Regions from separate parts of the Mus musculus genome. Here all the other regions are linked to region 5. A link is a contact called in public ChIA-PET, Hi-C and promoter capture Hi-C data. All regions are on one chromosome and are shown on one strand. The core of a region is the stretch at or near the end of the contact, and the rest is flanking DNA. Distances in the headings are between cores, read along the strand shown.

The links. Promoter capture Hi-C pulls out the DNA fragments that hold promoters and counts their contacts. A called contact is a pair of places that touch in the nucleus more often than the background predicts. ChIA-PET counts read pairs in DNA pulled down with a chosen protein or histone mark. Capture Hi-C pulls out chosen DNA fragments and counts their contacts.
Region 1: a promoter capture Hi-C map of adipose tissue shows a contact between it and region 5. The contact joins the promoter of Zfp326 here to the promoter of Lrrc8b in region 5. A contact is called at or near these places in 28 of 39 promoter capture datasets (the 3T3-L1 cell line, 3T3-L1-derived adipocytes, the C10 cell line and 16 more), 12 of 15 datasets of contacts at CTCF or cohesin (CD8 T cells, the G1E-ER4 cell line, the NIH/3T3 cell line and 6 more), 191 of 484 Hi-C or Micro-C datasets (the 3T3-L1 cell line, 3T3-L1-derived adipocytes, the 63-12 cell line and 94 more), 47 of 115 datasets of contacts at active chromatin or transcription factors (the 230-238 cell line, the HPC-7 cell line, the SCID.adh cell line and 32 more) and 5 of 9 other capture datasets (adipose tissue, embryonic stem cells, liver and 2 more).
Region 2: a Hi-C map of muscle stem cells shows a contact between it and region 5, with 3 times the contacts expected there. The contact joins the enhancer-like site here to the promoter of Lrrc8b in region 5. A contact is called at or near these places in 4 of 39 promoter capture datasets (the 3T3-L1 cell line, cranial neural crest, hippocampal neurons and 1 more), 1 of 15 datasets of contacts at CTCF or cohesin (the NIH/3T3 cell line), 3 of 484 Hi-C or Micro-C datasets (3T3-L1-derived adipocytes, muscle stem cells and myocytes), 9 of 115 datasets of contacts at active chromatin or transcription factors (astrocytes, bone marrow-derived macrophages, double positive thymocytes and 6 more) and 3 of 9 other capture datasets (adipose tissue, embryonic stem cells and liver).
Region 3: a promoter capture Hi-C map of liver shows a contact between it and region 5, with 2.3 times the contacts expected there. The contact joins the enhancer-like site here to the promoter of Lrrc8b in region 5. A contact is called at or near these places in 11 of 39 promoter capture datasets (the 3T3-L1 cell line, the C10 cell line, the HPC-7 cell line and 5 more), 1 of 15 datasets of contacts at CTCF or cohesin (large pre-B cells), 6 of 115 datasets of contacts at active chromatin or transcription factors (astrocytes, bone marrow-derived macrophages, embryonic basal ganglia and 3 more) and 2 of 9 other capture datasets (adipose tissue and liver).
Region 4: a contact with region 5 is called in an RNA polymerase II ChIA-PET map of memory CD8 T cells, with 11 read pairs. The contact joins the promoter of Gbp8 here to the promoter of Lrrc8b in region 5. A contact is called at or near these places in 2 of 39 promoter capture datasets (embryonic stem cells and liver) and 1 of 115 datasets of contacts at active chromatin or transcription factors (memory CD8 T cells).

Annotation. Positions count from the first base shown.
Region 1 is chr5:105,875,138-105,877,837 of GRCm38.p6, reverse strand. Zfp326 (zinc finger protein 326) reads right to left here and starts at 1,270. Exons shown (of 12, transcript NM_018759.2): 1 at 1,140-1,270. The coding sequence starts at 1,155.
Region 2 is chr5:105,791,305-105,794,004 of GRCm38.p6, reverse strand. All of the region lies in intron 2 of Lrrc8d (leucine rich repeat containing 8D), which reads right to left. Among named protein-coding and RNA genes, the nearest start is that of Zfp326, 84 kb to the left of the region's middle. Within about 2 kb of position 1,369, at least 174 of the 459 cell types and tissues checked have an H3K27ac peak or open chromatin away from gene starts, as enhancers often do. A contact at or near this core is called in the NIH/3T3 cell line, adipose tissue, astrocytes and 4 more, where this site is marked.
Region 3 is chr5:105,756,900-105,759,599 of GRCm38.p6, reverse strand. The region is part of intron 2 of Lrrc8d (leucine rich repeat containing 8D); the gene reads right to left. Among named protein-coding and RNA genes, the nearest start is that of Gm42166, 54 kb to the right of the region's middle. Within about 2 kb of position 1,294, at least 14 of the 459 cell types and tissues checked have an H3K27ac peak or open chromatin away from gene starts, as enhancers often do. A contact at or near this core is called in liver, where this site is marked.
Region 4 is chr5:105,052,143-105,054,842 of GRCm38.p6, reverse strand. It overlaps Gbp8 (guanylate-binding protein 8), which reads left to right and starts at 1,282. Exons shown (of 10, transcript NM_029509.4): 1 at 1,282-1,342.
Region 5 is chr5:105,414,341-105,417,040 of GRCm38.p6, reverse strand. It overlaps Lrrc8b (leucine rich repeat containing 8 family, member B), which reads right to left and starts at 1,266. Exons shown (of 5, transcript NM_001033550.3): 1 at 1,129-1,266. 4930542N06Rik (a long non-coding RNA gene) reads left to right here and starts at 1,865. Exons shown (of 2, transcript XR_389449.3): 1 at 1,865-2,700.

The sequences.
Region 1 (2,700 bases), core at 21-2,520, 460 kb before region 5:
CTATATTTCAAAGCAACCGAAAAGTACTCCGAAAAGGGTGATTCTTTTTCCTATATTTACACTTGACAGCCTCAACCTCTTGTAGCAAATCAAAAATCAAAAGCTCATGCAATACGACCTACGCCAAAAAAGCACACCTCATTCAATGTCAAAGCCCATTTCTGGTGGAGGCAGAGGCTTCCTTCACAAGAAATGAACCGGTTTTATTTAGAAATACCTAGTTCCTCGAGATTACACCCAGTTTAATCCTACAAACTGTTCCTCGGCTCCCTAACACTATCACTACTGTTGATCACTTTATCTTGACACTGATTCCTATAAAAGTTGAGCAAGGTTTGAAGATACCAAATTAACTGTACTTCACGGCCAGGGAAAGCTGAAAAGCAACGTTACAATTCGGTTTATTTAACCAGCAAGTCCAACACGGGCTGCTGTGCACCGATCTAGCTGAACGTGAAGGGCATCTGGGGCTTGCTGTGCCAGAATTCTAACTTAGGTAGCATTCATACACAAGCCCCACCACTACCACCCCTAAAAACAAAAATAATAATGATAATGCACTGGGTCACGGAGCTGTTTCAGACGCGGTATTCACTAGCAGGTAACCTGGGTGAGATATTAGACAGCTCGGTCGGCTACGTGGTAATAACTTGCAGATTCTGGTTCTGGGGGAACCGAAGCCCATCTCGATGGAACGCCTAGAGACGCCCTTTATACTCCTCTCACACGGAGAAGCATCGCACGAGCCCGAGGCAGCCTGTGTCGAGCAAGATTCCAGAGCCCGGGGCGACACGGTGAGGACCGGCTCCACCCGCCACCGGGTCGCTGCCCCGAGGGCCCCGTGGGCCCCGTGGGCCCGGTCGCCGCTCGGCGAGGCCAGGAAGTTGCAGGCGGCCGCGGACGAGGCCCCGAGGCTCGCAGCTAGGCCGACCCCCTAGACAGCAGGGCCCCGGGCCGGCCGCACCCCCACGTGGGGCTCCCGGACCACAGGGCTCCGGGCCGGGCCCGCGGTCGCTGCGCGGCCCACAGAACAAAGCCACACGGCCATCTTGAGGCGGTAAACAGACCCCCGGCGCAGGCCGCCCGCCGCCCTCCCTCCCGCCCGCCCGCCACGGCGGCCCGCCCCGCGCGCCGCTCACCGTCCTCGAAGTCCATGCTCGACGCCGCGGGGCTGACGGTCTCCGCGCTGCGCTCGCTGTGGCCCGCGGCAAGAGCCCGCGATACGGCAGTGTCCACACGACCGGCCCGCGCGACCGACAGCGGCGCTACTAGCCGGGAAGCCGCAGGCCACAGCGAGGCTGGGGGCGGGGTCGGGCGGGCCTGCCAGTCGTCGCAGCACCGCCTCCGATTGGCCGACGCGGGGTGGTGGGCGGGTCTCGCGAGGGGGGCGGGAAGCGAGGCAGTTGTCAGGCTCCTGGGTCCTGACCCTGGGGATCGCGGGGGACGGAAGGTGAAACGGGAGTGCGGAAGGCTGGAGAGGGATGTTCTGGAAGGACTCCGGTTGGCCGGCCATGTTGGAGCCTGGCAAGAGCAACCGGGTCCAGGAGGGAGTGCCTTTCTCTTGCAGAAACTCATTAAATGACATGGCGACCTTTGGCTACTGTTGGCTGAAGGAGTGAGGAGGAGAGATTTTTTTCACTACTTATGGAGTTCCTTCCTCTGACACACAGAAGTGTGGGGCGTGCACAGGAACCCTGATTGCCAAATAGGACAGGATCATAAGACTATCCCAAGACAGGCTGCTAGCCACTGCTGGGTTGAAGGTAGTAAAGCAACTGTGAAAGTTCACAGATGGGAAAGATTTGGCAGGAAGAAAGTAGTCCACCGTTCAGCTCGAAGGGGAGAGGGAGGGAGGGGGAGGAAGAGATTATTCCACTTTTAAAATTGTGTTGGAGCAGATGCAAAGGTATTCACTCAGGAACACTATGGGAAGACTCTTGTGGACTTGAACCACAGTTTTAAATAATTTTCTCTCTGTCCTCACAGAGCAAATGGCATTAACAACAAATTGGTTACCTAGATAGGAAGCCAGACATCAATTCTTTGCACTCAATTTGCTAGACTCAGTTCGGAGGAAGCCGGAAATAAAACTGGAAGCACAGGGAGGTATACCACAGTAGCCCCAAATCTGGGCACGGCTTTGTGTCCTCCTGCTCATCTCTTCCTCCTCCACCCTCCCTGACTCATCCTGTTCTCCACCCTTTCCCAATTCCTTCTCTTCTCCCCTCCCACACATGTTTTCTGTTCACCTGGGCTGAAAGCTGAACTCACAATTTCCCTTCTCAGACCTGCTTATCCTCGTGTATTCTCTTGGCTGTTCACGGGGCGGTGAGCAAACCGCCCACTAATCCCAGCCAGAAGGCTGACTCGGTCCAGTCCACTCGAGACTAGCTCACCGCTCTTTCAGCCTCCTACTTCCAATCCACACACTTTTGTATCTGCTTACCCCACCTAAGATATCTTAGGTCGGCCCCACCCTTTCCATTTTCGTGGCCACTACCTGAGTTAGGATACTCACTGTCTCCCTGCAAAACTCTTGCTTATACAGGGCTGGAGAGATGCCTCAGTGGTTAAGATCACTGACTGCTCTTCTACAGAGGTCTTGAGTTCAATTCCCAACAACCACAAAGAGATTCACAGCCATCTGTAATGGGGTCCGATGCCAACTGGTCATGTCATTCCCACATTAAGGCTCTGAGT
Region 2 (2,700 bases), core at 120-2,619, 380 kb before region 5:
TGGGTCCTTTCAGCAAAATCTTGCTAGTGTAACACCACCACGGTCATTTTTAACAATTCAACTGTTCAGAAGAGTGAGCTCAGTGGGGCAGAACCTGGAAAAAACTAAATCCCTTGGAGGGAGGGAGAGAGGCGGGTGGAAAGGTCTGGGGAAATCAGAAATGTTTTTAACAAAGCGGTGTAATTCAAGAAGGGAGTTACATGAGGCCGAGGCAAACAGGGAAGGGGTAAAGATGTCTTTGGCCTGAACATGTTTTGTTTTCAAGTTCTGAAACAAAGGCTTAAGCTGTACGTGTCTGCTCTTCTGTATTTATTCTTCTGGCTCAGTTCATCCCTGGCGATTAGGAACCAAAGTGGTAAAAAAAAAAAAAAAGCTGTTGCTGGCTCTCTGGCCTCAGAGCAGAGTGGCAGACAGGAAGGCTGGCACCTGCAGGATGGATGGGAGGCCTTGGAGACCCTTTGTGTTCCCAAGGCTAGGTCACGGCAGCCTTTCCACCTGAGCAGATGCTGGCAGGTTGGGCTGGAGGTGTGGGTTACTCACAGGGTGTTTCTTGTAACACAACACCCGAGTTCAGCCGAGCAGGGCTTCCCTCAAACCTGCTCCCTGTCCACTTGAACCCCCACAGATCTGCACAAAAGAGCTGTTGACAGGTAGAAGGCTCGGGCAGGAAAGGCTAAGCTGGAAGTCCTAGCCAGTTAGGCAGAACCGAGATGACTCAGCAGGCTGGGGCTTTGACCCTGAACTGGGGGGAGCTCTACCCAAGTGCCTGCTACAGATGCTTGTGCACAGACTGGTCTAAACCCAGAGCCCATCTGAAGACAGCAAGTAGCGCAACCTGGCACAATACACAGACAGGTTTTCCTCATGAGAGTCAGCCCTTGGTCCTGGGTAGCAAGCAGCTAGCTACCAAGGTTTGGCAGAGAACATCAGCCAAAAGCCCAGGCAGATACCCAGCCAGTGGCTGTCCTGTCAGACTGTGGTCCTGAGACAGGACTCGGATGCCAAGAACAGCGGAGGTGGGGGTGAGGGGTCTGTGTGGTTACACACAGTAACTTCCAAAGCTGAGCTGTCAGCAATGCCGGGCGGGCGTCATGAACTGGCCTGGGCGATGACAGCAGCTGATGTCTATGCTTTTCAGCAGCCGGGATGAGCTTGCTCCTGGCTGCCGGCCGCCATGCAATTTACTCTGCGTGTGTTTAATGTAAAATTCACCTCTGGGCTGCCGTGGTCACCTACAGATGCCCACCAGCAGAACAATCTAAGCCTTTTATGAAAAGCAATCTTTCCTCTCGTGGTTTAGTCACACAGGGATTAATTATTAAAAGGGGCTTGGAACATGGCAGTGTAAACATCCGGGGAGGAGAGGTCTGTGACTAGGAAGCTTCCAGCCCTGGCTGAATCTGCGAGCGGGACTTAACAGGGCTCTGCGCTCCCCTAGGAGAGAGACCTGAGGGGTATCCCTGAAGGAATCCACCGCTGCTTCTCTGCCCACTCTCTTCACTAACTAGGCAGGGCTATGGAGGCCCTCCCTGCCTGTGGACTTTGTGTTGCCTGAGGGTTGTAGGTGGCTCTCCCTGTTGGTAGCCTGCCAGTTTCTGCTGCCCCGCTGAGACAGGGAAAGAGTACTTAAGTCCACAAGGTCCAGTCTATAGGAAGTAGCATCAGTGTTTAAAATGGCCGGGGGGGGGGGGGGGGGAGTAGGGGATGTGGCTAACAATCAGCTGATCCTTGTCCTCATTGGTTCTGAATGTGGACTGGGGTTCATACCTCCTCTCTTCTATCTTTTTTACAGTTGATATTCAAGACAGATGTGCAAAACCATGGTGAAAGGGAAGCTTAATAATTTGCTTGGTCTTATTTGAGAGTGGATAGTTTACCACTCTCCACCAAATTCTTGGGAAGATAGTCAAAAAAACATCCAGGAAATGCTGTTATCTATCCATCCATCTACCCATCCATCTAAATGTGTATGAGTATTTCGTCTGCATGTGTATCTATGTACTAGGTACAGGACTATTACCTGCAGAGGTGAGGAGAAGCCATTCGCTTGCTTAGAACTCTGTTACTGACAGTTGTGAGCTATCACAAGGATGCTGAGACCTGAACCCATGTCCTCTGGAAAACCAAACCGCTCAAGACACCTCTCCAGCCCGTGAGTGATGAGTTCTTAACACAAATATCACCAACGATTTAGCACATGGACATGGGATTCTGATCCCACACAAAGTTTCTCCCTGATGTTTTATGTGCCACGGGAGGAGAGGATGTGAGGTAGGGGCTGCTGCTTTCTGAAGCAGAGAGGAATCTACAGGCATCGTGACACTCTCCACAAATTCTTCCTGTCTCACAACCTAACATTTCAAACTACCATTCCTTTAGAATGAGTTATTTAAAACTTCAATATATGAAAAAGGTAGCTATGGGTGGAAGATGACCCACAAGGCTAACAACAGTCAGTACAGTGCAGGTCATTATCTTATTTCAGCCTTAAACCCTGCAAGTTCCCTGTGACATCAGTGTGAAGGGAGAATTCGTCCTGCAACAGAAGTGTGCTGAGATGCACACACAGGTCTTCCAATAATAAAAACAAGTGCTTTCTATTTAAGTCACACTTCTAAGGTGTCACATCTGTCCTTGCCGTTCTGACATGCCAGGTCCCCCTTGGCCACTGCAGGGGTGGCAGATAAGGCCCAGGTAGCA
Region 3 (2,700 bases), core at 45-2,544, 340 kb before region 5:
AAGGCACTGACCCAAACGACGGTGAGAAGGTAAAGAACTGTTCCTAGAATGGTCAACGGAATCTTACCATAGCGGAGACAAGGTATGGAGGTATTCTTCAAAGTTGTATTTATTTCTTGTATGTGTGTGGGGGATTTTCACACATCTGTGTCTATGTGCTACATGTGTGGCTGGTGCTCCGGGAGGTCAAAAGAGGGCACTGGACCACCTGGAACTGGAAACACAGATGCTGTGTAGGTATGGCAAACTAACTGCCTCGGGAAGAGCAGCCAACGCTCTTAACAGCTGAGCCCATCTCTAACCCTGGTATTAAAATAAGTATATTTATCATCGGTGCCAAACCACAGTGTGAGGGTTAATCCTGCCTGTCGTGTTGGTGGGATTTAGAGCTACCTAGGAGACAACTCCGGTGTGCCCGTGAGCTGGCCGGAGTCCCAGACGGACTCCACTGTGAGCAGAGCAGGGCAGCAGGTTCACTTTCCTCTGCTTCCTGACTGCAGACAGGCGTAGCCCGCCACCTCACGTGAGGTCCTAGCTCCAAGCCTTCCACACCACATGTCCTCTTAAACCACAAGCCAAACCCTTCCCTCTCTAACTTGCTTCTGGCAGCTCTTTTGGGATAGCATCGGGAAAAGAAGCCAGTATACACAGGCACAAAGGTTCAAAGATTGTCAACAGAATCTGCCTGTCAACATCTTCTACTGTAAAGCACTAAGTTTAAGACTTAAGGTTAGGCATATATATTAGTCTGAGATGACAGTTAAAGTCTTCTGGTAGATAGGCCTGTAAGGACCAGAAACAAGAGTTTACTGGGGGGGGGGGGGGGGGGAGGACAAACAAAGCAAACAGAAAGCCCCCCAAAACAAAACAAAAAAACATGCAAAACCCCAAAACCCAACTACTGTCATCAGAAATCTAAGAGTTGTTATGCTCTATGTAAATTAAACTAGATACAAACATTAATTCCTAAGCTTTGCATTCTAATACATTTTAAGTTTTGAAACACACACACACACACACACACACACACAAAGCAGGAAGGTAGCATTCTCCCAGTACTTGGATCACAGAAGACCACTGTGAGAAGACCACTGTGGCTGGGGTAACCAGGGCACGTGCCTATCACTGTTGCAGCTCTGGGAAGATAAGACAAGTTAGGAGCATGAGTTCAAAGCCATCCCCATAGCAAGTTATTAGAAAAAAAAAATCTGAAACCTAAAAAAGACTGCTCTGTGCGGGCGCTTAGCAAGAAAAGTGCTCCAATTAATGATTAATGACAGCAGTTAAACTCCAGGTAACCATGTACCCGGTCTCTCCGGCACAGTGCAAAAGACAAACTCTGTTGCACCATGTTATCCATGAGCCTGTGACATTTAACCCTAGATAGACACAAGATAATTTCACTCGGTAAACATGAGACATCTGCGAGGAGAGACCGAAGATAACCATCACGCCCAACGCTTGGGGTCCATCCCCGCCAGCGGCTAATGAACCTGCCTTCGCTGGGCCGCACGGTAAACAGCTTACATAACTGTGACCTGCGGCATGAATGGAACAGCTGGAGACTGGCTTCCTCGGGCCCCCACCTCGGTGCTGCATCACCAAGCTTTTCATCCCTGAAGTCGCTTTTGGAGTACAATTCACAAACCACGTCACATTCGATGCCTACGTTGAAGGTAGAGGGTCCTAAAGAAATTACTCAGTTTTAACCTGGTGTGAAGGCACACACCTTTAGTCCCAGCACTCAGGAGGCAGAGGCAAGAGGATCTTGGTACTAAGAGGTTCCACACACTTGTCTGGAAAAGGTTCAAGTGCTGTATCCATGGAGTGTATGATACAGACAAACTGTTGGATCTGAGAGGTTAGACTCAGTTTCTGTTTCAGGAATGTGGCTCTAATGTAATAACAGCTTCACTGAATTACGAATTAGTGCCAAGCAAACAACAATACAAACCACTTAGCACAATGCCCAGTGCACAATCAGAATGAAACCATTAGTTCTAGTTACTGTTACCAGCACCTAGTTACTGCTACCAGCACCTAGTTACTGTTACCAGCGATCTACGTGGAAGAGGAGGCATAGAGACCGTAAGAACAGGAGGTGGCGGGTGCCACCAAGGACACAGTACTTTCCAAACCCAATAGGGCACGTCACACAGAGGCCGTGGCATCACACAAAAGACCTGCACTAAGAGGGGCAAGTGGACATGACACCCTACCCCTAACCAATAAACTGTTTGCAATCAATACCTGCTGACAAAGGCATAGGAAGTTTTCTCCAATGGAGTGTCAGCAGCTGGATCAACCACACTCCAGGGCTACAAAGGAGGAGGCTCCTGAAGATGACAGGTTACCGAACCCCTTCTCCTCAACTCATGGCCTGCCAACGGTCAGTTCCCAGACCTGTGGTGGCTGGGTGGTGGCCGCCTCTCCCCTCCCGTCTTCCAATTCTTATAAACTGGCTCACAGTTTATCTCCTTCAAGAATTCTCAAAGGACTTCGTTATCTTAAGTTGTAATTCTGAGACTCAAGGAGAACTTAAAGAAGAAAAACAGTAATTTTTTCTTTGCATAAATAGATGCTGTGCCTCCTTGGTCATCAGAGTAATGTGAAACAAAATCTACAGAGCAATGCCATTTCATACCTGCTGATGTGGCTAGAAATGAACGGAACCCAAGCCTCTGCTAGCGGGAATGCAAA
Region 4 (2,700 bases), core at 33-2,532, 360 kb after region 5:
GTACCAGTTTACCTCCATGCTGCTGACCTGCTCCTTTGTCCCTTTATCACTCTGAGTTCTGCACCAAATGTCTAGGAGAGTAAATTAAGGACCCTGAAGCTAGGTGCCTGGATATGGCCCAGTCTCTGAGGGGTACTCCCTTGTTTAATCCTTCCTGTGAAATCACAATGGATCGCTCTGCAGCTCCCTGCCCCCCCCCCCCCCGCTTTGTGTTTCATCCTTTACAAATGGTGTTCAATCTCCCATCAGAGACAAAGTTCAGATCCCAAACTGGCTGCCTTCCTAAGGGCTCAGAAAATAAAGCTTTCATTTTTAAGCTTCCATCTCAGAAGTGAGTTTTCTTAGCTTCTACCCTGAACACAACTCCTACTTACTATTCTTTAATTACTTCTTTAAAATCAGTTTTTAGATCAACTGTTGTGTTTTCTGAAAAAGAAAAAGAAGCCAGGGATATGTGTGGTGGAGGCGTGGTATGTTGAGGTGGTAGGTGGTGTCTCAGAGGGCACATGCTGAGGAATCCTGTCCTCCTGAAGTACCAGCCACACAATTGTATAGTATAGAATAGAGTTTATTTTAGACATGAAGAGGGGATTTGAGAGGGTAGTAGAGACAGAGAAAAAGGAAGGGAGGAAGCAGGGAGAGGAATGGAGAAGAAAGAGGGTAAGAAAGGAAGAGAGGAAGATTTCAGGGAGAGAGATTGAGGGGGGGGGGGCAGAGTGGACAAGCAGCCCTTTTTATAGTGAGTCATGTCCACCTGGCTGTTGCCAGGTAACTGTGGGGCAGAGTCCAGAAGAAATGGCAACAGTGATGGTTCCTGTTTTAGAAAACACAGGTTTAAAACATTAAAGCTCTTCGCTCAAGAAGCACCTGGAATTTCCCCTGAGAGAAGCACACTTGCAATCCTCCCAGATTGTGTCATTTCCACTGATGGGGCCCTGGGTTTACTGTGCTTTATCTGTGCCTAGAAGGCTGGAGGAAACTGGAGATGGGTTCCAAAGAAAGAGAATGTAAACTCTTTCCACAGTGGAGGCCTGCTGTCCCTTGGCTGCAACACAGTTTCTCACTGGCTTTTTCTGACACTAAGCATCCTCTGACCTCCCCTTCCAGTCTTGGGCAAGTTAACAATGCCTTGGTTTACTTTACTTTCAATTTTGTTTTTGCTGCTGCCTGTGTGAGTGTGTGTGTGTGTGTGTGTGTGTGTGTGTGTGTGTGTGTGTGTGTGTGTGTGTGGTCAGCTCACATAAAGGAGGAGCAAAGAGAGCAGGAAGTGAGGAGAGCAGAAGTGAGCCTGAGGAGGCAGCAGCAGCTGAGAACTGCACTTGGACCTGTGCTGTGGGACCAGGTATATTTACTTTTCCTTTCTTTAAGGAGCAACTTAGTCTGGACCCCAGCTTGATTTCCAAGTCAAAGTGGCAACTGAGGGAGGGGGAAGGGAGGCGGGTTCTGTGCTCTCTGGTCTGCAGGGGGCTGTGGCTGGCTTTAGGTCTAGGAGGTGAGTTTCTTTCCTCTGACAAAGGACAGATACAAAGTGGCAGCCTGACACTCCTGGCTGCCCTGCTCTGTTGGTGAAGCTGTGGGAAGAGCCCTGGTCCTGCCTCAGCTGGGACCACAGCTACAGCTCCTGCCCTGGTTCACAGCCAGATGAATGTCTTTCTGTGGAGGAACCTTGTGAAGAAAATTCAGCAAAAGGGCTTGGCAAACATCTATTTGGACATAAACTTAGTTTCTTCCTGACGTACTTTTTATTAAGTTTAGTAAGTAGATAGCAAAGTTGTCTCTTGATATTTAGTTTTTGTTTTGTTTTGTTTTCTTTTTTTGGAGGGGGTGGGGGAGATATAGAGATCCCATGGGCTCTATGCATTTTGTTTGGGCTGCTCTTCTTATCTCATTAATGGGTCTAAGCTGCAGAGAGACTGTCTTGTGGAATCAAGTGACTTCTGGGGATTGTACACATTCTCTGCCCTTGGCATAATGTCCTCTTGCTTATCTGGGACTGAGGGCAGGGGAGGCAGGTTATGTGTTGTCTGGCCTGCAGGGGTCTGTGGCTGGCTTTAAGTCTATGAAGGTCTATGAAGTTGGGTAAAGTAATTAATTGTATTCCCTTCTCTGGCTGAAGAATATTCTATTGTGTGTGCTATCAGACTGTGTTAATGTATGCATCTATTGGTGATCTGTTGATGGGAGACTGGGCTGTTTCCACATTGTGGGTATTGTAAACACAACTGCGATGAACAACACAGATCAAAGGTCCATCCAAGTCCTTGTTTGCTAGTTTGTTTGTGTTGTAATCAAATAAGAGTTGTTAGATCATATGAAACTATTCATTTTCTCAGAAGCCATGACTGTTTTCCCTGAGGGAATATTCTGTGTTTTTAGCTGCAGAGTACAGACACCTGAGTTGTTTAAATTCCAGGTGACATGTATTCATTTTTGCATTGTGTGGTAGCTATCCTGATGAGTATGAAGTGATGCCTTGTGGTTTGATTGGGACTTCCTCAATGTTTGTCACAGGGTCTGAAGAATTATTGAGGAACAATATCATGTAGCTCTTAAAATAACCTAGTCCGTGCTGATGCAAACATCAGCAAAACTAAGCAATTAATTTCAAATGATATATATGTTAGCCCAAAGCAAACCTCAGCCTCAGTGAGTTATAAGAAGCCAAATCACACACGATCATGTGACTCTAGACTCTGACAC
Region 5 (2,700 bases), core at 17-2,516:
AGCTCAGAACACAGTACTGTGCCTTCTTAGGAAGCGGGATTTGTTCATTTTGAGTGTACTGACACTGTAGTACACTCTCCCATATATACTTCAGTCATACATTTAGGCAAAAAACACAGATGTCCTGGAAAGCAGTTATTGTTACTATTATCATTGTCATATGCAACAGTAGTAGTACTTTGGAGGGCACTGAAGCCCCAACCTTGCCTTTGCTAAGCCTGTTGGGGCTACACTCTCAGTCTCTAATTTCTTAACGGACACTGAACAAATTATCTAAATTGGTTTCACATTTACGATATTTTAAACGTTCTCTCTTATTTTTATATAGCAGTTGTTTTTGTTTTGTTTTGTTTTGTTTTTTCCTGTTAAGTTCTCAGACAAGACCAGAATGTATTCAAGAAGTCCATACGCTGGTATTGACTTTTAAATTTAGGTTTGTCCTCTGGGGTGGGGGTGCAAAGGGATCCTAGTGGTAGTTTTTCTAACCACACATCAAAGTCTTCCACAAACACATGACTATAAGCAACCTACGGACTTTGGGAAGTCAGTTGAGGACACGGATTACCGAGCCTCTTCCTTCTGACCTGTCAGCACCTGCAACCTAGGAGGAGGAACCACCGAGTCTTTAAATGGAAATCAGTTGACCCCTTCCAGCTCAAACGCTAAAATCACAGCTGTAGGCCAGTAAATACCCCAGAGCATAAAATGTCGACAGGAGGCTCCAGGGCAGGGGGCAAACGGCGGGGACCTGGTGTGGACCCCCTCGAGCGAGCGCCTTCACTTAAGGGGAGACCAGGGTGGAGAGGGAGGGCCTTTCCCTTCGGGGGCGGGGAGGGGGGTGGTGGATACACAGGTGCGTGTTCAGCCGTAGGGACAACGAAGGCACCGCCTGGGCGCGGCCGCCCCCTCCTCTCGCCCCATCTGACCCCAACATCCAGGAGAGGTGCCCGCAAGGGACCGCGCCCTCCTTCCCCCGGGGGCGTGGGAGCCGGGCGACCGCGGCTTAGCAGGTGACTGTGCCACCTGCCCGCAGCGGGAGACCCAGGTGAGGCGCCGCCAGGTAACAGCACCTGCCCTGCCGCCCCCACCTGCTGCTGCGCTCCCCCTTCCCCCGCCGTCCCCGCCTACCTTCGTGTCGGAGCCCCCAGGCCCGCGCTGCCCGGCCGGCCGGGGCGAGCCGAGCGGCCGGCGCCCGCACTCCGGCGGCTGCGGCTCAGCGGGAAGCCCCGGCGCTGCCCGGCTCGCCGCCCCGGAGCCGCTCCATTGTGACGCGGCGCGCGCGGCCGGCCAATGGGCGCGCGGCGGCGCGAACCGCTGACTAAGTTCGCGCGCGGAGGAGGAGCGGAGCGCGCGGGCTGCGCAGGCTGCGCAGGCGGGAGCCGGGGACGCGCAGCGCCGCCTCCGAGCCGCCCTTACCCGGATCGCTCCGCCACCCGGCCCGAGAGTCCACCCGGCCTTGGGACGAACCGCGGGGGCCGGTGACTCACCCTCCTGCTGCACACAAAGCGCAGCTGCCACCTCCCGGAGCCAACGCCATGCGGCCGCCCGGATGCACTCGCCCAGCCTGGCATCCGCGGTGCATGGCAGCCACACGCCTCGCCAGGAGCTGGGGCTGCATTCCAGAAACCCAGGAGCCGGGCCTTATGGCCGTTCCCCAGGCGCTCCACCCCAGCAGAAGACCCCTGCCTTCTCACGTGTGCACCCCTGAGAAACTTGTTATTGACACAACTTACTCTACCAGGAAGGGTGGGGTGTGCCGCGCAGAGCCTGCCTTAGTGAAGTCCCTTTAACGCTCTTTAAGTCGAGTGACTGGAAAGGTTGTAGGGCCCCTGGGAAGGAGGAGAAACTAAGCAGCTTCTGGGCCTCCAATACCATCTTTTTCTTTCCAGTGTCTTTATCTTCAGCGTGAGGTGACAAGATAGAGGGAGTACACATAATAGTATTTCATTGAGGATGGTCACCTGTCCCCCATCCACATTCTTCTCCTGTTAATGGCCCTGTATTTGAAGAGTAACAGTGTGCCTTGCAAGTTAAGCAAAAATTTAATCCAAATTCAGAACTCTGGGCTATTTAATAGTTCTATCCTCCTCCTCGAATCTTTAACTCCCCCACACCCTCCCTGTTCTGTTTTAAGCTCAGTCTTTGTCCAGGTTATTTCTAGCACAAGGATTCAATTCAGCAAGATTTGTATCTCTTAGTTGCTATGGTGTTCCCATCCCTAGGTAACAAAACACTCCCAGAGGAGTAAAAGAAGACAGCATTTGAGTCACCTGATCAGTTGGGCACCCAATACCTCCACACACTACGAAGGTGTGGAAGACTGCGCTGTATCCAGTAGCGACCAGTCATATCAGAACTCCAGCCCGAACTGCCCTGGAAGTCACTGCTATACCCGGTCCTTGTCCAATTCACTCTGAGTGGCAGTTGCATTGAGTCTGAAGCAAACATTGAAAACACTGTGAGGACTAACGGCTCCACAGCTAAGAGCACAGACTGTTCTTGCAGAAGACCAGAATTCTGTTCACAGCTGCCGACAACTCCAGCTCCAAACGTTCTGACACCCTCTTCTGGCCTCCAAAGGCATCCACACATATATGCACCTACATATATGTGCTCCCACACACATGTGCACCTACATATATGTGCTCCCCCGCACACGTGCACCCACATACGTGGCACACACACTGCACACACACACAT